Linked DNA regions of Zea mays: all the other regions are linked to region 3. The links are chromatin contacts, called in public Hi-C maps. All regions are on one chromosome and are shown on one strand. The core of a region is the stretch at or near the end of the contact, and the rest is flanking DNA. Distances in the headings are between cores, read along the strand shown. Region 1 holds the start of LOC100381882 (50S ribosomal protein L19, chloroplastic-like). Region 2 holds the start of LOC100216911. Region 3 holds the start of LOC100193964. Region 4 holds the start of LOC103653151.

The links. Hi-C and Micro-C count contacts between places; a contact is called where the count stands out from the background.
Region 1: a contact with region 3 is called in a Hi-C map of ear, with 2.6 times the contacts expected there. The contact joins the promoter of LOC100381882 here to the promoter of LOC100193964 in region 3. A contact is called at or near these places in 4 of 25 Hi-C or Micro-C datasets (ear, endosperm, leaf and 1 more).
Region 2: a contact with region 3 is called in a Hi-C map of leaf, with 5 times the contacts expected there. The contact joins the promoter of LOC100216911 here to the promoter of LOC100193964 in region 3. A contact is called at or near these places in 4 of 25 Hi-C or Micro-C datasets (ear, endosperm, leaf and 1 more).
Region 4: a Hi-C map of leaf shows a contact between it and region 3, with 2.2 times the contacts expected there. The contact joins the promoter of LOC103653151 here to the promoter of LOC100193964 in region 3. A contact is called at or near these places in 3 of 25 Hi-C or Micro-C datasets (leaf and tassel).

The regions. Positions count from the first base shown.
Region 1 is chr4:40,972,488-40,977,024 of Zm-B73-REFERENCE-NAM-5.0, forward strand. It overlaps LOC100381882 (50S ribosomal protein L19, chloroplastic-like), which reads left to right and starts at 1,384. Exons shown (of 5, transcript NM_001174664.1): 1 at 1,384-1,564; 2 at 1,719-2,112; 3 at 2,236-2,322; 4 at 2,407-2,540; 5 at 4,281-4,537. The coding sequence starts at 1,720. The coding sequence ends at 4,383.
Region 2 is chr4:41,272,056-41,276,550 of Zm-B73-REFERENCE-NAM-5.0, forward strand. LOC100216911 reads left to right here and starts at 3,015. Exons shown (of 23, transcript NM_001359519.1): 1 at 3,015-3,356; 2 at 3,807-3,907; 3 at 4,203-4,355. The coding sequence starts at 3,122.
Region 3 is chr4:41,128,670-41,133,193 of Zm-B73-REFERENCE-NAM-5.0, forward strand. It overlaps LOC100193964, which reads right to left and starts at 2,002. Exons shown (of 7, transcript NM_001352771.1): 1 at 1,738-2,002; 2 at 1,337-1,599; 3 at 994-1,179; 4 at 788-883; 5 at 643-714; 6 at 424-540. The coding sequence starts at 1,966.
Region 4 is chr4:41,373,208-41,377,354 of Zm-B73-REFERENCE-NAM-5.0, forward strand. It overlaps LOC103653151, which reads left to right and starts at 2,297. Exons shown (of 8, transcript NM_001301663.1): 1 at 2,297-2,487; 2 at 3,855-3,932. The coding sequence starts at 2,422. LOC100284061 (polyneuridine-aldehyde esterase) reads left to right here. Exons shown (of 5, transcript NM_001156959.2): 2 at 396-635; 3 at 739-882; 4 at 970-1,104; 5 at 1,242-1,895. The coding sequence ends at 1,589.

The DNA.
Region 1 (4,537 bases), core at 134-2,633, 160 kb before region 3:
ATTTTTCTGCTAATTATCTACTACGGGAAATAAAACAGAAAAATAATACCATAATTAATGCATAAGCATAAGCAGATCATGTGCATGAAAATATTTTCACATATTTAAACATGCATTTTTCTACTAATTATTTACTGCGAAAAATAATTAACCGCAATATAAAACATACTTTATTCTATTTTTTATTTGTAACCGAAAATAAATAGAATAAACAACATAGAGCATATACGAAATAATTCAACCAGAATTTTCTAGGGCGATTTTCAAGCCAACCATCGCGTGCTCAGTAACACATGCAAGCGTCAAGTCAGTCTACATGCAAGGCTGGAGGCGCATATGCATGCAAGTATGCAACCATTGCAATTCCAGTTCTTTTTTTATACGTTGCTCCCAAGTAGGCAAGTACGAGTGCCACACATGCATAGCGTTTAACTACCAGCCGATTTGACCGGGAGCACAGCGCTCTCAACTGCCCGCAGCTTTGACCGGGGAGCACATGGAGCGCGCGACGACCGTGCAAGGCCCACTCCTGGCCCGAGGCCGCGCTCCACGTTACGCATGTTGCATGGGTACGTGACCCGTTACTATTTTTTCTCCTGGAAAAACAGATTGGTGCCTGCGTAGTACAGATTGTGGCCGCGTTGTACAGGTTGCATGCAGCCAAGCGGGGTGGTTCCTCACCGATTGGTTGGAATGGAAACTCATGCCATTTAGCGTCTGATCCGCTTCCGGCGGCCAGGAGCTTATCTCCCCATCGTGGCCAGCAGAGTCGCCACCATTTTTATCACCGCGAACTATGTATTCAATCTATACAGAAAGACACACCATTGTATTGCGTAGGAGAGGAATCGAAGACTGTCGCGTAGGACAGTTCGGCTACGCCGGAGACCTGCCGGATTGACGGAGAGTTGATGCAGATCCAATCTCGCAGCAACGTCGAGGTAGAGCGTGCTGATAACGTGTTGAGAACTACGTTACCACGGATCACCAGATCCGCTCCCTTCCCTCCCATCAGCAGTAGAGACGCAAGAAGATGTAGAGAACCCGTCTCCCTTCCCATAAGCACGACAGAGGAAACACACGAGACACTGGATATAGGGTTGGGCTTCTGGCCTCTTTCTGATCTCTATCTTATGAGGGGGTGTACAGGTTCCTTATATAGAGATGTGAGACTCCTCAGGGGCATAGCAGTTATTTGCCCACATAACCCTAACTAGGGTTACTTAACAAATGTAAGCATTCAGAATTAGTGCATTGGTATTGTAGCTTGGTCTTTTTAAGTTTCAAAAAGGAAATTTACAAGGGTGAGAAATAAAAAAATGGAATTTCCAAAGGAATTTGTGAAAAAGAAACCAGCCCAGAAGAAGGGCCCGTGCGGGTGCGCGCCCAACAACCCTGAACTGGGCCGGCCGTCGCTGCATTCCCCCTTCCGCTGCCCAACGACCCTTCCCGTCCGCTGGCAACCCTCGCCTCCGCGTGGCACTCCAGGGCTCCAGACCCCGCCGCCGCCCTAAGCCAGACGCTGAGGCTTGTGGTCTCTTCGCCGGAGACGAGCACCAACCAGGTACTTCCACCCCTTCTCTTTCCTTCCCTTCCCTTCTCGCTGTGCGAAGTTGAGCACCGAAACCCTAACCTAGGGCTATTTAGCAATTTGAAAGGCCTCGATTCGATTCGCCCGTGGTTTACTGAGCAAATTCTTCGCATGGCACGGGACTCAGGATGCAATGTTTGGTCCGGAATGTCTGCCGAGCCGGAAGCCGTGGAGCGGCGGCGAGGCTCCTGGAGCTTGCCGCGGCTGGTCCGGGTGCGACGCAGCCATCCGTGGCCGTCAAACTCCTCAGGCCGCCTTACGAGTTCACACGTCCGATCGGGGTAGTTCAACCCGTACGTGTGCAGAGCCGGGCCGTTTCGCGTGATGGCCTCGTTCCTGCCGCGGCCACCTCCGGTTTTGGTCTCTGCGCACAAGTTATCGTCGCGATGAGGGGTCTGTCGACGGTGGGGAGTGCGGCCGAGGTCGCTTCTGATTCGGACGATTCCACCTCCCCTGCGGTTGAGCACCCCCCGCGCATCAAGTTCAAGAGGCCCGACAAGACCGCCAGGCACATTATGAATGTATGTAAGCTGAGTGAGTGTCACGTACTTGCAGGGGCTGTATTGTTACACTACATTACATCACACAAAAGTAACAAAATCGCCACAGGAACAATAAAGCTGCTTGTTGTTTTGGCTATGCAGATCCTAAACAAAGAGGCGGTCGAAAAGGTCCGCTCGGAAAGGGAGATTCCTGATGTGCAGCCTGGATGCATCATTCAGATGAGATTGGTAATGTCTTTCTTCACGTTCCTGCTTCAGCCCTGTTACGGGCATGTTTCTGGTATTGACCCCTTGGTGTGAACCAATGAACAGCAAGTTCCTGAGAACAAACGGCGTGAGTCGACGCTGAAGGGGATTGTGATAGGAAGGCGCAACGCCGGGATCAATACAACCTTCAGATTGCGTAGATTAGTGGCTGGTGTCGGAGTCGAGTCTGTCTTTCCACTGTAAGTCAATCCAAACATGTGCTCTTCTACTCTAATTTGTACTTCTAGTACACAGTGCTTTGTTTTGGAACATATCATGCTGAGGTTGAAGTGCTTCTTATATGGATTCTTTAACACCCTTGTGCTGTGGTGTTGCCAAAATTGATTTCTTGTTCATTGATACCTGATAATTATTCAACAACCGCTAAACATCATGTTTCTACTGTCTACTAGTGGGCGTTTCTCCCTGTCCGTTAAGATAGCATACATGGAGCAATGATTTCAAGTTGCCTGGTCGAACACTGGGGCCGACCAGGCGACTAGTCGCGATTAGGCGACGACCAGGGTGATTAGTCGACCCCTAGTCGGTCCCTGGTCGTCCTAGACCTTTTAGACTAGTAGTTATACTTATATTGGTATATACAGCAGGATATACAAAATAACAGGCAGAGGTACAAGTCACTAATCGGCAGTCGGCTTAGGATTAGAGCAGCAACAACCATTAGTGTTTGATCACTGGTGGGAGACACAGACAGAACTAGAACTAGAACAGAACTACAGAGATGGGGGGAGAGGGAGCAGGGGGGACCTTGAGATGACGAGCTCATCTCGTCACTGGTGTTGGAGATGCTGGTGATCTAGAGTAGCCGTCGCCCGCCGGTGATCTAAACTATAGAGTTCTGCACTGTAGCTGTGGAGCAGGCGAGTAGGCAGAGGGGCGTATGTGACTGGAGCAGGCAGAGAGGTGCATGTGACTGGAGCAGGCGAGCAGTTCCCGGTGATCGGGAGTTCGGGCAAAGGGGATCACTAGCGCTGGAGAGTGGAGACGCCGGTGATCTGGACCTCTGGAGCAGCCGCCGGCAGAGGGATACATGCAGGGTTTAGGCAGTCTTAGGGTTTTAGCAGAGGAGAGGAGAGGCGGAACTTAATGTTCTTGTAGATAGGTGAAAACATTGGTCTTGTAGCCCAACACAAAAATCCTAGCACCAACGACCAGAAACTGGAAAACGGATGACTAATCGACCTTATCGTCGACTAATCGGACGATCAGGAATTCAGGACGACCAGGCTCCCTAATCGAGTCGTCCGGCTAATCGTCTGTTAACAGGCGACCAGCCCGACTAATCGCGATTAATCTCGATTAGTCGGAAGACTTGAAATCATTGACATGGAGTTCTTGTACTCTGTTTGTGCAGAGCTTTACAATATACCCCGGATAAACTAAGGCCAGTTAAACTCTAGATAGAGATGTGTGGTTTCTGGATGAGAATTGAGAAATGTTGTCAGGATCTTTGTGCTTTGTTCATCATTCAACTTTTAATATTTAGAATTAGAGCTAGCTTAACCATACATGGAAAGATAACGCTACATATGACTGCATAAACAATACTAGATCGACTTGAGATTTGCACCAAATTTTGTTTTATGGTTTACCGTTCTTATCTTTCATTTTTGTCGAATAGCCACATCCGCATCTTGGTTCCTTCTAATTAGCTGTCAACTATTTGCTCGGACTATTTTCTTGAGCTAGCTTAACCATGCATGGAAAGATATCATTACATATGACTGCATATACAATACTAGATTCAGTAAATTGTCTTGAGATTGCACCAGATTTTATTTTATGGTTTGAATGGAAATCTGCACTTTATCTGTCATCTTTCATTCTTGTTGAATAGCCACATGTGTTTCTTGATTTCTTCTAATTAGCTGTCAACTATTTTCTTGATGTGACTTTCCCTTCTTTTTTTTTTTGCTCAGTTACTCGCCAAACATCAAAGAAATCAAGGTATTGGACAGGAAGAAAGTCAGGAGAGCTAAGCTGTATTACCTGAGGGACAGGATGAACGCACTTAGAAAATGAGTCTTTCAGCTTGTTTCAAGGAATTTCGCCGTGCGGATCAGCACGGTTTCTGAAGCGCAACGGTTGCAGCCCTGAGAATTGCATTGTCTGGTTCCACATCGTTGCAAAGCCATAGCCTGTAGTTGTCGATTGCCATGCTTGGTTTTGAGCTGCA
Region 2 (4,495 bases), core at 1,765-4,264, 140 kb after region 3:
TAGAGGGGGGGTGAATAGGGCGAAACTGAAATTTACAAAGTTAATCACAACTACAAGCCGAGTTAGAGTTAGAAATATAATTGAGTCCGAAAGAGAGGGCGCAAAACAAATCACAAGCGAATAAAGAGTGTGACACGCGGATTTTTTTTACCGAGGTTCGGTTCTTGCAAACCTACTCCCCGTTGAGGTGGTCACAAAGACCGGGTCTCTTTCAACCCTTTCCCTCTCTCAAACGGTCCCTCGGACCGAGTGAGCTTCTTCTTCTCAAACAATTGGAACACAAAGTTCCCACAAGGACCACCACACGATTGGTGTCTCTTGCTTCAATTACAAGTGAGTTTGATCTCAAGAAAGAATGAGAAAGAAAATAAGCGATCCAAGCGCAAGAGCTCAAATGAACACGACAAATCACTCTCTCAATCACTAAAGCTTTGTGTGGAGTTGGGAGAGGATTTGATCTCTTTGGTGTGTCTTGTATTGAATGCTAGAGCTCTTGTAAGTAGTTGGAGGGTGGAAACTTGGATGACTTGAATGTGGGGTGGTTGGGGTTATTTATAGCCCCAACCACCAAACTAGCCGTTTGGTGGAGGCTGCTGTCGCATGGCGCACCGGATAGTCCGGTGCGCCACCGGACACTGTCCGGTGCGCCAGCCATGTCACCAGGCCGTTGGGTTCCGACCGTTGGAGCTCTGACTTGTGGGCCCGCCTGGCTGTCCGGTGGTGCACCGGACAAGTCCTGTAGACTGTCCGGTGTGCCACCCGCGCGTGCTCTGCTGTTCTGCGCGCGCTGGCACACATTTAATGCGTTGCAGTCGACCGTTGGCGCGAAGTAGTCGTTGCTCCGCTGGCTCACCGGACAGTCCGGTGAATTATAGCGGAGCGGATTCCCGAAGCTGGCGAGTTCAGAGTCGCTCTCCCCTGGAGCACCAGACACTGTCCGGTGGTGCACCGGACAGTCCAGTGAATTATAGCGGAGCCCTCTAAAAATTCTCGAAGGTGAAGAGTTGGGCGTCGAGTTCCCTGGTGCACCGGACATTGTCCGGTGGCACACTGGACAGTCCGGTGCGCCAGACCAGGGCAGCCTTCGGTTATCCCTTGCTCTCTTTGTTGAACCCTTTTCTTGGTTTTTTATTGGCTTAGTGTGAACCTTTGGCACCTGTATAACTTATAGACTAGAGCAAACTAGTTAGTCTAATTGTTTGTGTTGGGCAATTCAACCACTAAAATCAATTAGGAAATAGGTGTAAGCCTAATTCCCTTTCAAAGATCTCTTCCCCTAACTTCCCTCTATCTGTCTCGTGTGGAGGTCGAGGCGTTTCTTGGTCTGTGCAATGAGTGGTCTTGTCCCTAAGGTTGGTTTGTCCGACTGCTCCACCCTGAGAAAGAAATCATGCCAAATCATGTCAAACGGATTTGGTTCGTCTACAAACTTCACCAGGGTGCTCTAGGGATCTTTTGGCGCCACTTTATCAATTGGGCCAAGTGGTTTTGAGTTTTGGAACAAGGTGAGCATGTTTGATCTTTGTGAGGGGACTGATTTTCCGAAAACTAAAATCCTGGTTTTTGGTTTTGAGTTTCCACTTGAGTGACTTGTTCGAGGGTTTTGCAAAGCTTTTTTGGGACAACTCTCTTACTATTTTATGTAGGGTATTAAGTGTACTACAACTTCTATAACTAGCCCAAGTTATGACAATGTGATTTACTTAGCCTTTTCACTGAATTTTTCTTCGGTGCTCTAATGTCCTAAAGAGGGGAACTTTACGGTTTCAGCACTTCACCCTCATTCCCAAGCTCGATATGGTTAAGGTATGATCTCTAGGGTGATAAAGACTTGGTTAAGGCTTGGCTCCTCAAGTTTGGTATCTTTTGCTGAAACTAAACCACATGTGATAACATGTCACAAATGTAGGTGCTGAGGAGAAACCCTGAGTAACACCTTGGGTGTTACAGGATGGAGTAAACAACAATATTAGTTAGTCAAATAAAAAGTATTAAGCAGAGAGCGGAGACAATCAATAAAAAATCTTGAGATCGTTTTGGTGGATAATTTACGTGTGTATTGTTGTGAGCCGTCGTAACGTATGCACAACCGACTAATTATGAATTAAGTGAGACCTAACTGCGATTAGGATCAAGTAGGCATACTTTAAAACTTTATAAACAGGTAGACAAGCGTGCAATTTAAGGGACGTAAATACACTTTAGGGCTGATTTGGTGACCAGGGATCACGGAGGGATTGTAGTGGATTGAGGGGGAAATTAGTTCATTTCCCCCTCAATCCCCTCCAATCCCTCGGTGATCCCCTTGTCACCAAATCAATCCTTAGGCCTACTTTGGGTACTCTAGTAATGAGTGGTATTAGAGTGGATTGAGATGTATTGAAAGAGTATTTGATTTACATCCTCTCCGATCCCTTTAAAATACTCTAATCTTAAAGTATCCAAACTAAGGGCCTGTTTGTTTACCCCTCAGATTATATAATCTGGATTAAATAATCCTAAGAGGCAAACAAACAGTCCAACTTATTTGTCGAGATTATATAATCTAACCCCTTGAATTATGATAATCCATAAGCAAGTGAGGAGGTGCTTATTTCAGATTATTTTTTCCCACTCCCCCACTACCCTTTCAAGTTTCCTAGAAATTACCCACCATTGCCATTATAACCCACGATTGACATTATTGTCTTCCTCATACAAAAGAATCCTATTAACAACTCAAATAATCTAGATAAACAAACGGGACTACTCATATTATATAATCCAGATTATATAATCCTCCAAAAATAATCTAGATTATATAATCCATGGGGTTAACAAACAGGCCCTAAGCCTTACTGGGAACGGGGAACGGCGAGCGTTTTCTTTGGTGAAGATAGTACGTGTCAAATGTAGAGAGACGCATTTGAATGCAGTGCTGCAGCTTCTGGGCCGACCGGGGGGGGGGGGGGGGGGGGGGGTGCGTTTGACTTCCCTTTCCTTCCTGCGGTAGGGGCCCACCTCGTTGCCCCGCTAGGCCGCTACCCTTCTCTCTTCCCCCGCCTCCGTCTCTTCGACTCCAGACACCTCCCCTTCCCGCTCGCCGGCGCTCGGCGGCGATCCGGAACCGGCAGCGGCGCGCATGGCGGGCCCGTGGGACACGCACGCGTCGACGAGCCGGGCGCCCGCGGGCCCCGACGGGGAGGCGGAGGGCGCGTCGCCGGACTCGCTGCGGAACACGCCCTCCAACATCGCGCGGCTGGAGGACGCGATCGGGCACTGCGCGGCGCGCCGCAAGTACCTCGCGCACACCAAGAGCCCCTCCGACGGCGAGGACGTCCGCTGGTACTTCTGCAAGCTTCCCCTCGCCGACAAAGGTGCCCCGCCCACCGCGTGTGTGTTTGGCTTGTCCGTTACCGTTTCATGCTGCGCTTCGGCTCCGGCGCTCCGCTGTAGTTGATTAGTGGCCCCAAGTACCCAGCTGCTTCCGAGCAGCTCACCCATGAGGCCTAGCGCGTGCCAATTGTTTGGGGGTTTCGATGTCACAGAAACTAGTTACTATTCCGGGTTAACAACTCATGTGGGGGCTTCAAAAGGATTGGTCCCCGAACCTGCAAATTGGAGAACGGGGATTGCAACTTTAGCTCCATGTGGCTTATATCTGCTTGTTCAGAAACTGGAACCATTATAATTGAGCAGCGGTAGAGGCGTGCCTGCACAGTTCAGCACACTTGCTATTATTGTAGACTTGTAGTTGATTGGTCTCCTGAACTATCACACTGTCGGTGCTTCAGGTTAAAGGTTTACTGATCCGATTGTCGATGCAGTGCTCTCTTCTTCGGTACCACGGACAGAGATAGTCGGGAAAGGAGACTATTTCCGGTTCAGCGAGAGGGACTCTCTGGCACTGGAGGCATCTTTCTTGGAGGTTACGATCTCAACATATATTTGGATGCCTAAATGTTTAGTTAGAAATTTACGCCATCTTTAATAATTCTACAGCGATTGAAAATACAATCTATCTGAAAATTGATAACATCGTCAGGTAATTGATCCATGATGGTTATCTTTTTTGTCTATTTTTTTATGTACAGTAGTCTATGTTTGCACATTTGTTATTTTAAACTTGCTTTTAACATACCTTAACCTTATACAGTATAATGAGAAATGTATCCATTCTTACTAGCTTTCTCAAAGTTCATGTTATTGGTTACTGTTTGTAGAGGGAGGAAGAGCTGCTTGCGTACTGGTGGAGGGAGTACGCTGAATGCAGTGCAGGACCAAGAGGATCCTTGGTTGAAAGTGATGATTCTGCATATCTTTATAAGGTTGAGGAAGAGCGGGTTGGGGTTCCTGTGAAAGGTGGACTATATGAGGTCAGTAATCACTTTTTTGTTGTGCTCTATCAAGTCGTCCGACTAATCGCGATTAGTCGGGCTGGTCGCCTGTTTGTGTTCGATTAGGCAGACGACTCGACTAGACAGGCTGGTCGTCCTAGTCGTCCGACTAGTCGCCG
Region 3 (4,524 bases), core at 752-3,251:
GGACACCTACAGAAGCAGCAAAGCTTATCAGGGAATTCTCGAACTTGGCTTGATCAGAAAGATGGTACAAATTGCATGCAATGATAAAGAAGGTGTATTATGAAACCCAAAGCTAAGAAACCAATTGGTCCATAATAGGATTGAAATAAGGCCATGTTCTCAATAGGCATGTCATTAATTTGTGTTGGGTCACAAATATTAAAGACAACATGATTTTGGCATCTACAATCACAAAAGTAACCATATCATGAACCAAGAACAATCAATCGTGAAGCATGATCACATCATCAGCAACCATCAGAGCAAAATCACAGAATGAATGAACAATCAAAAGCATAAAGTAGTTATATGCCAGCATCTAGCAACACTTAGAACTGAAAACACAAATAGACTACAAAAAGGCACAAAGGAAGATCACATCACCTGATTCATAGCTTGCTTGATCAAATCCTTCGCAAGTTCAATCTGCTTCTTATTCCCAGTAACACGTACAATTCTTTCAGTCAATGTAACGCCCTCTGGAGGATGTTGGGGTATTAACTAGAAAAAAAATTCAGAGTCAACATCTCCTTAGACCTCCAAATATATACAAGTTGTAAAAGTTTGATAATGGCAAGCCACCATGACAATTGGCATATCCACCTGAATACGAGCACCAGATTTGGTTTGCATGCCTTTAATTGCATCACCACCTTTTCCGATAATGAGACCAACCTATGGTATACAGGTAATGGTTGAACATATAAAATGGCACACTATAACAACATCTTTAGCACCAAGAAAGAACCTTGTTATCAGGAACTGTCATCTCAAATTGCTCTGACCCAGGCTGTCCACTTCCAAATCCTCTAGCTATTAAGGCAGGGGAACCGCCAGCCTCAGCCTGCAATAGAGCATATATAGCATTCGAGGAAAATTTCAGAAGTAGCATGCATGTGAAAACACAGCTCAAAGGGCGACTACAATCAAGGAATCAGCACATGTTGAGTGTACCTCAGCTATGACACTCTTAATAAGCAGCTCTGCTTTATCAACGCTTCCAAGGGTTCCAACTAGTTCAACCGGACGAGTCAGGGCATTTGAGTCCGCATCGGCGTCCTTGGTGATTTGGATCTTTGCACCCGAGCTCATTTGCAAGTTCCTGATTGTCTCACCAGCTTTTCCAATAAGGACACCGACCTGTGTGAATGCCCACAATTAAAATAGATTGAACAGCATGTAAAAAATGTGTAGTTTCTGCAGTGAATGCTCTCGTCGATGCCTTTTGTTCCTGCAACACCTCTAACTAGTGTAAGCAGAACCTGACAATGAGATATGCATCGGATTAATAATATACCCTGCTGTTGGGTACTTCGATCATACGAGAGATCTCCTGGGCAACAGCTGCTGCATCACTTTCCGGTTGTGGAGCTTCAGCTGCTGCTTCAAGCGGTTTGTCATCAGAACCCGCCTGCGAATCCGTAGCAGGAGCGGCCGTGTCATTATCACCATCCGTCGCTGCCCCATCGGTGGGAGCAACCTTATCCTCCTCTGCAGCTGCGGGTTCCTCCACATTCACGGAGACATTCACGGAGGACCCATCGTTCTGCTGCTCAATGCCTGCTCCCAATCGAGAGAGAAAAATCCAAGCGAACCAATCAAACGGATGAGCCGCAAGTTTCATCTAGAAGTAAAAGCGCGCCGCAGCGCCAGAAATAATGCATAGGTTCCAGGCAACGGGGTAACTGAGAGATCCACCTGTGGCAGCGTCGGGCTCACCATCCACGCGCGGGCGCTTGGCGTCCTCGCCGGTGCCGTTCGCCTCCGCGTCGGCGCCAGCCTCCTCGAGCTTCCGCTTGTTATCGACTTGGGCCGTCGCTGCCCCCTCCTGCTGCGCGGCAACGGCGGATTCGGCGACCGCGGGATGCTCCTCGGGGGCTACTACCTCAGGAGGCGGCGTTGGCGGCGCGTCGTCAGCGTCCGCCATGGTGAGGGGCCAAAGGATTAGGGTTTGAGGGTTTCACCGCCCAGATTTTGACGAGATGGAGCCCATGGATGTCCTTTTTTAAAGTGGTCCCTTAACTTGCACGCCTGCGGCGAATTTGTATGTCACTATTTACCACATTTTAATTCAAATACGCATACGAATATGAATATTATCGGATAAAATACAAAACGGATAGTTTGAATTCGAATACTCACATGACTTGAATCTATTTTATCGATGGATTTACAGTTGACAAAATATCATGTTACATGTAAATTATAAGCATAGCAATGGATACATTATGAGTATATTCATTAATAACAATATAGTATGTCAAGCTTTGACCGCACTAGTCATATGTTCGTGCATTGCTAAAATTTTTATATATATGACATAGAATAAATTGTGAATGTGGAGCCAACAACTAAGTTTCAAACACTCACTTATACATAATTTTAACTTACTTTTATATAAACTCTCTTATTATAGTAGTAGAGAAGAGATTATAGGAATGCGGGTTGGTTCTAAAGAAATGTAGGGTTTTTTTAAAAATATTAACATGGGACCACCGTTGAAACTGGTGCTTTAATATAGTAAATATTTATATATTATTTTACAATTTCTATAAATAGATATCTAGTAATTCATTTAATTGTTATAAAATAATAAATATGTCAAGAAATTTAAATATGTCATTCCAAAATGAATGAAGTATATGAATGTGTTGGTACCTCAAGATTGAGGTACCTACTACTACTGGTCAAGGCGGATCCCTCGGGACTACTCTTAGCCACCATGCTAATCGTGACCCGTCCTAGCCCAGTGGTTGGGTCTGCCTAATAAGGCCACTGGGTTCGGGTGAAGATCGGCACCTATAATCAGCACTCCGGAACCCCAATGTGTCTTGAAGAAGAGGGCTCTCAACACATGCGCCTGGGGGCTGGACCCCTGGGAACAGCCTCGACCCTCATGGTGGGCCACCCGGACCTCTAGCCTAAGGGGTCCGGTGTTGCCACGTGTTGTCCAACACCGGAGGAGACGAGATCTCCCCGAGCACCATCTGGACCCCCTGTTAAGGGCGGTCCCAGTCACTACTCCCCACACAAGGCGAGACCTGGTGTTGTCACGTGTTCTACGACATGTGATGTAAGCCATTGGGAAAAGACTGACGTCAGCCTCTAAGTGTAGTGCGCCTCTGCATTAACTGCAAGACGTGTACCTTCCCGCCCCAATGGCAGGCGGTGTGTCTGCAGTGCACGGATCACACAGTAACTCGTGCTTTACCGAGGCACAACCATTGACTCCCTGCGACGCGTGGGCTGCTATCATCATGACTCCCGTTGTAGCTCGCACGTTACCGAGGCAAAAGGAGACATGCGAAGAAGATAGGACAAGGACACCTGAGCATCCTTACGTGCGATATAATGCATTAGCCTATGATGCGACCTACTCCTGTGCACTACTCCAACTAGATAGGTCAAGGGCACGGCAAACCAGGAGATCTACACAACTAGGAGAATATATCTGTTCTCCACGGACCGACGCTCCACTTACTCCATATCGAGCAATAGATTACTAGACATACTTGTTGGGGCTCAGTCACCATGTACATGCCTCCCTTGGTCTATAAAAGTGAAGGCACACACATGGTGGAGGACAACTCAGAAGTGTTGGGGACTTGTTCTCAAGTGCTATGGGTTAAGAACAAGGCAACACAAATTGTTAAATGTTAATGCCCTTCGTCTATCGAAGCATTATTTCCCTTAGGATATAATGATCTTTAGACGAAGGTCATGAAGGACATACCTTCATCATTACAGTATACGTTAAAATAGAAGAAGAAACATAAGAAACAACATAAATGATTATATGACATTGTTGATTCATTCTTATTATATAATCATGAAAAAACACGAACAATATTGAATTACAAAAGTACCTTCGGCTTGTTAGAAGGTAAAAGGATACAAACGTGATGTAAAAGTAGGTCTAACCCAGCGTGAACAGTACGGGGGTACTGTTCATCTATTTATAGCCACAAGACGCAGCTTGTGAGAAATTACAGTTATGCCCTTTATATTTATTATTGACTTGTAGATAGATCTATGAGGACTAAACAGCCCTTTCACCTTTAAGTCGGTTTCTTTTTCTGCGATTGAGCCGAAGCTCCCTTGAGCGTAGCTTCGGAGCAGCGGCAACCTTCGTCATGACCATGCTCCTCCCGTCGTGTATGCTTTTATCCTGAGTTCGAAGGTACTTGTCCATAAGCCATACTTGGAAGACGTTGTTAAATTATGTTTTTGAGGACCTTCGGAGGACGAAGGCCCCCAATAGTAGCCCCTCGCAGTATTAATTTGTTTAAGATAACGAATTCAGACTGCGACATGGATGAAGGCCTTAAGACGAAGGTCCGAAAAAACATCTTCCCTTTGCTAGAATAGCAACAGTCAATGACAGTCGGGACCCTCCAACTCGGGATGCGCCGAGCCTATAAATAAGAACTCACTCTGACCACATTTGGTACGCTGTTTGTGCCACTTGCTTTGTTTGCTCAATTT
Region 4 (4,147 bases), core at 1,047-3,546, 240 kb after region 3:
TCTTATGCCGCTATATGCTCAAAAGGTATCTTTTTTTTTGTGCACCCGCACCTGTTGTCATACATAAGTACAAGACGCGGATGTGTATTCATGGAGAAATTTATATGGCCTTGGGACTACGAGACAATGCTAGCACCTCAGCAGTAACCTAAATGCTTCGACAGCATGGTCCCATACCCAAAACTTTCTCCCATTTGTGACTTGTTTGCTAGTTATGGTTTTTGTTGCACCGACATGTAAATACCTAAGACTACCTCCATCTCTTTGTCCTTAGCCTTGTGCCCTTGTCAACATTTAAAGTAAGAAGAAAATGTCTAACATTGCCATACATACATCATCTCGTGGTTTCTTAGAAAAAGAATATTTTTAATGGTGCAGATTGTATATGCTTTCAGGCCCCAATTGTTCTGGAGAATTTGGAAACAAAGAAAATTGTCCTTGTTCATGGAGAAGGGTTCGGTGCTTGGTGTTGGTACAAGACCATCTCACACTTGGAGGAAGCTGGTCTAGATCCTGTTGCCTTAGATCTCACAGGCTCTGGCATAGACCATACTGATACAAACAGCATAGCTACGTTAGCAGATTACTCCAAGCCATTGATTGATTACCTCGACAGACTTCCTGAAGATGAGAAGGTGGCTGTTACATCTGCTGTTCTGTGTATATATTCAATTTTTGGGAGGAAACAAGCCCAGCCTTTTCTGACTGAGTGCTGTGTTTGTAACGGTGATAATGCAGGTCATTTTGGTCGGCCATAGTTGCGGAGGTGCGAGTGTCTCGTATGCACTGGAGCAGTACCCCCGAAAGATCTCAAAGGCGGTGTTTCTTACTGCTACAATGGTAAAGGATGGCCAGAGGCCCTTTGACGTGTTCTCGGAGGAAGTACGGAATCACTCTCTATAATCTACGTTTACATTTTCCATTTGCTGTTTTCTTGCAAAGGGGCTCACGTTGACCTACATTCGACAGCTCCGGTCGGCGGATGTTTTCTTGCAAGAGTCACAGTTTCTAGTCTATGGAAATGGGAAGGACAAGCCTCCTACTGGGCTGATGTTCGATAAGCAGCAGATCAAGGGGCTGTATTTCAACCAAACCCCTTCCAAGGTACATTGTGTTCTACCATTATGTAACCAGAACCAGTTGATAGACGTACTGTACTGTGTCCACCCAACGTTATCATGTCAGGTCTGTATTGCCAGTGGACTCACTAACTGAGTTTGCACACGCCTTTGAAAATGCAGGATATGGCACTAGCAGCGGTGTCCATGAGGCCTATCCCTCTAGCCCCAATCATGGAGAAGCTCTCCCTCACCCCGGAGAACTACGGCTCCGTCCGTCGCTACTTCATCCAGGCACTCGACGACCACATGCTGTCGCCGGATGCCCAGGAGAAGCTGGTCCGCGAGAACCCTCCCGACGGCATCTTCAAGATCAAGGGCGGCGACCACTGCCCCTTCTTCTCAAAGCCGCAGTCCCTCAACAAGATCCTGCTGGAGATCGCGCAGATCCAAGCTCCTGCGGCGCTGCTCAAGGCGAGCTCCCCCGAGGAGACCGCCGCCGCCATGGTGACAGGGCCAGCCAAGTCATGACTGCATGTATGTAGTGTACACGAAAAGAGAAATGAGTAAGCACATAGGTTGCAAAAGGGAGGGGGAGGAGGTCTGGGGATTAACTGAAGCCAAGCTGTGTCGGATAATAATGTAGGGAGGTCAAAGTGTTTCTTTCTTTCTTCTGTGATCAGATCAGATCATATAGAGAATGAGAGGTGGTCAGCAGATAATTGCATTTCTTTTTTCCTTTTTACCTTGTGAATGAATGAGATATTCAGTGACCAATGTCAACGCGGAAAGCCTTTGTGGTGATGCTTACTAATTCATCAGCAATCATTATTTAGGTAATTATAATAACGTCAATGCAAGTAACTCCGATGAGTCAATCGAATGAGGCAATCCCCACTTGGTTCGAATGATTGATGGTGGAGTAAGTTTTTCTTTTTAAGGGCTAGTTTGGCAATTCTATTTTTTCATGGGATTTCCAATTTTTCAACGAAAAATAAACTAATTTCTCTTATGAAAATAAAAACTCCATGGAAAAATGGGGTCCCAAACTAGCCCTAAATAAAAAAATTTCTATATTCTCAAACTGTGACGTCACCTCTTCTAAGGCCCCTGTGGTGCCAATTCAGATGGGCTCCAGGATGAGGCCAGGCCCATGGGGGCACGATTCGGCCTTTTCTTGTCTTGCTCGTCAAAAGAATAAAATCCCAACCCATAGGAAAGCGTAGCATAGCAGGGGAGGCCGGGAGGGGAGAAAGGCGAACTCGAATTGGGGGAAGAGAGCGAGAGACGAATCGCATCGAGCCGGAGAGGAAGTCAGAGACAGGGAGGAGGGCGGCGGAATCGGCGCCGGCGGGAGGCAGGCATGGAGGACCTGAGCGTGGAGGAGCTCGCCTCCAACCTCTCCACCTACAAAGAGCAGCTACGCGAGGTCTCTTCCCCGTCCCCTCGATCTGGCCACGCCCCCTTTCCGTTCTGTCTGCAATTCTTGTAGCACGGAAGGTTCTAGCTAGTCTCCTCGTTTGCAGCTCAGGGTTCGCGCGTAGCCGGATTACTATGGATGTTCGGCTCTGATTCTAGTCTAGGGTTTTGAGTAATTTGGTTAATTTAAGCTTTATTCCTCATCGAATTCGTTACTGCGTAATAAGATTATATACTTGGCAGGTTTGCTCGGTTATTTGCATCTCTGCAGCGTTGGATTCATATGAATAGGATCACACTTATGTCGGGGCTAATATGAATATGATATAAGTATACACATGCATATCCGTATTTGTATAGATATCTCAACGGCCCGTTTGGATGCTTTCATTTGGTTGGAACTGGAATCTGCTCCATAAATTGGTATGCTTCGCTTAGAATTTCATATGCCACCACTTTTCAAATCTTAAGTGTAGACCTGTGTCAAGTTTAGAGGGTGCAATCACTCATTTTGGTGCAAGCGTGCAATCAAACTATCCAGAGCATCCAATCCAGATCCAACGGTTTCATATGGAAGGGGTTAAAAGTAAAATAGGTACTATGTTTTAGGTGGAAGGGGTTAAATATAAAATAACAGTCATCATTAGATCTAGATCGGATGCACCAGATCGCTTGATTGCATGCTTGCACCAGGATAAGTGATTGCATAGGATATTTTCCCAAGAAATAGAAAGGGGAAAATAGTAAGAACTGGAGTGAGATTCATCACCACCTCCATGGCCTATCTCCTTCATTCGTCTCTCATGAGTCTGGACACAGCTTCACTCGCCTTTCCAATTACGACTTTTCTCCTGGCCCCTAATAACTGCAGTGGCAAAATGTGGCGTCGGTATATGCCTATTTATATATGTTAATTAGGTTTTTTGTTTGTTGGAAGCCACCATTTGTTAGAGGCCTTCATGTTATGCATTTTAGGCATGAACCTTTGTTGTTGCTGTCCATTTTTATAACATGGATCCAAACTCTTGTCCAAACCCTTTGTCTCTCATCTCATTCTTGTTTTCAACTGGTGATTTCATATTGAGGAATGATATTCTTCAAGCAGATGTCATGCACTATATTTTTTCTGTTTGGAAACTGCCAATAATATCCTATATTGACATGAAAATGGAATTGTTGGTCACTGATTAATAATGAAGTTTGCTTTAGTCAAGTGCCTTGTTATCCCCATTTTGCACTGAAGTTTCATGCTAATTTCTCGCCTTTATTTTTCCTTACCAAATCTATCTTACTTAAAGCATTTCTTCTTATGTCCATGCGTTTGAGGTGGTAAATCCAATTCATGTACTTAATGTCTCTTATATCCATGCATTTCAGGTCAAGAAGCTTATCAAGGAGAAGAAGGATGATGCTGGAATTTCTGAATATATTGATATGGAGAAGGAGCTTCAAGAGGTCAGTTCATTTCTTATTTTATCCTGTAATGTGATCCCTCATGCTCGTGTAGCTACACGTCAGATACATCGGATTAATGATTTTCACAAATGGATGCTTGATTTCTCCTCTGATTTTTGGGGCATGTTGCTATCGATTCCTCTCTTCTTTGTTACAAGGAGCCATGCCCAGCAAGGTAGCATGAAAAGGCCGCTTGCAACAGAAGATTTGTTTTG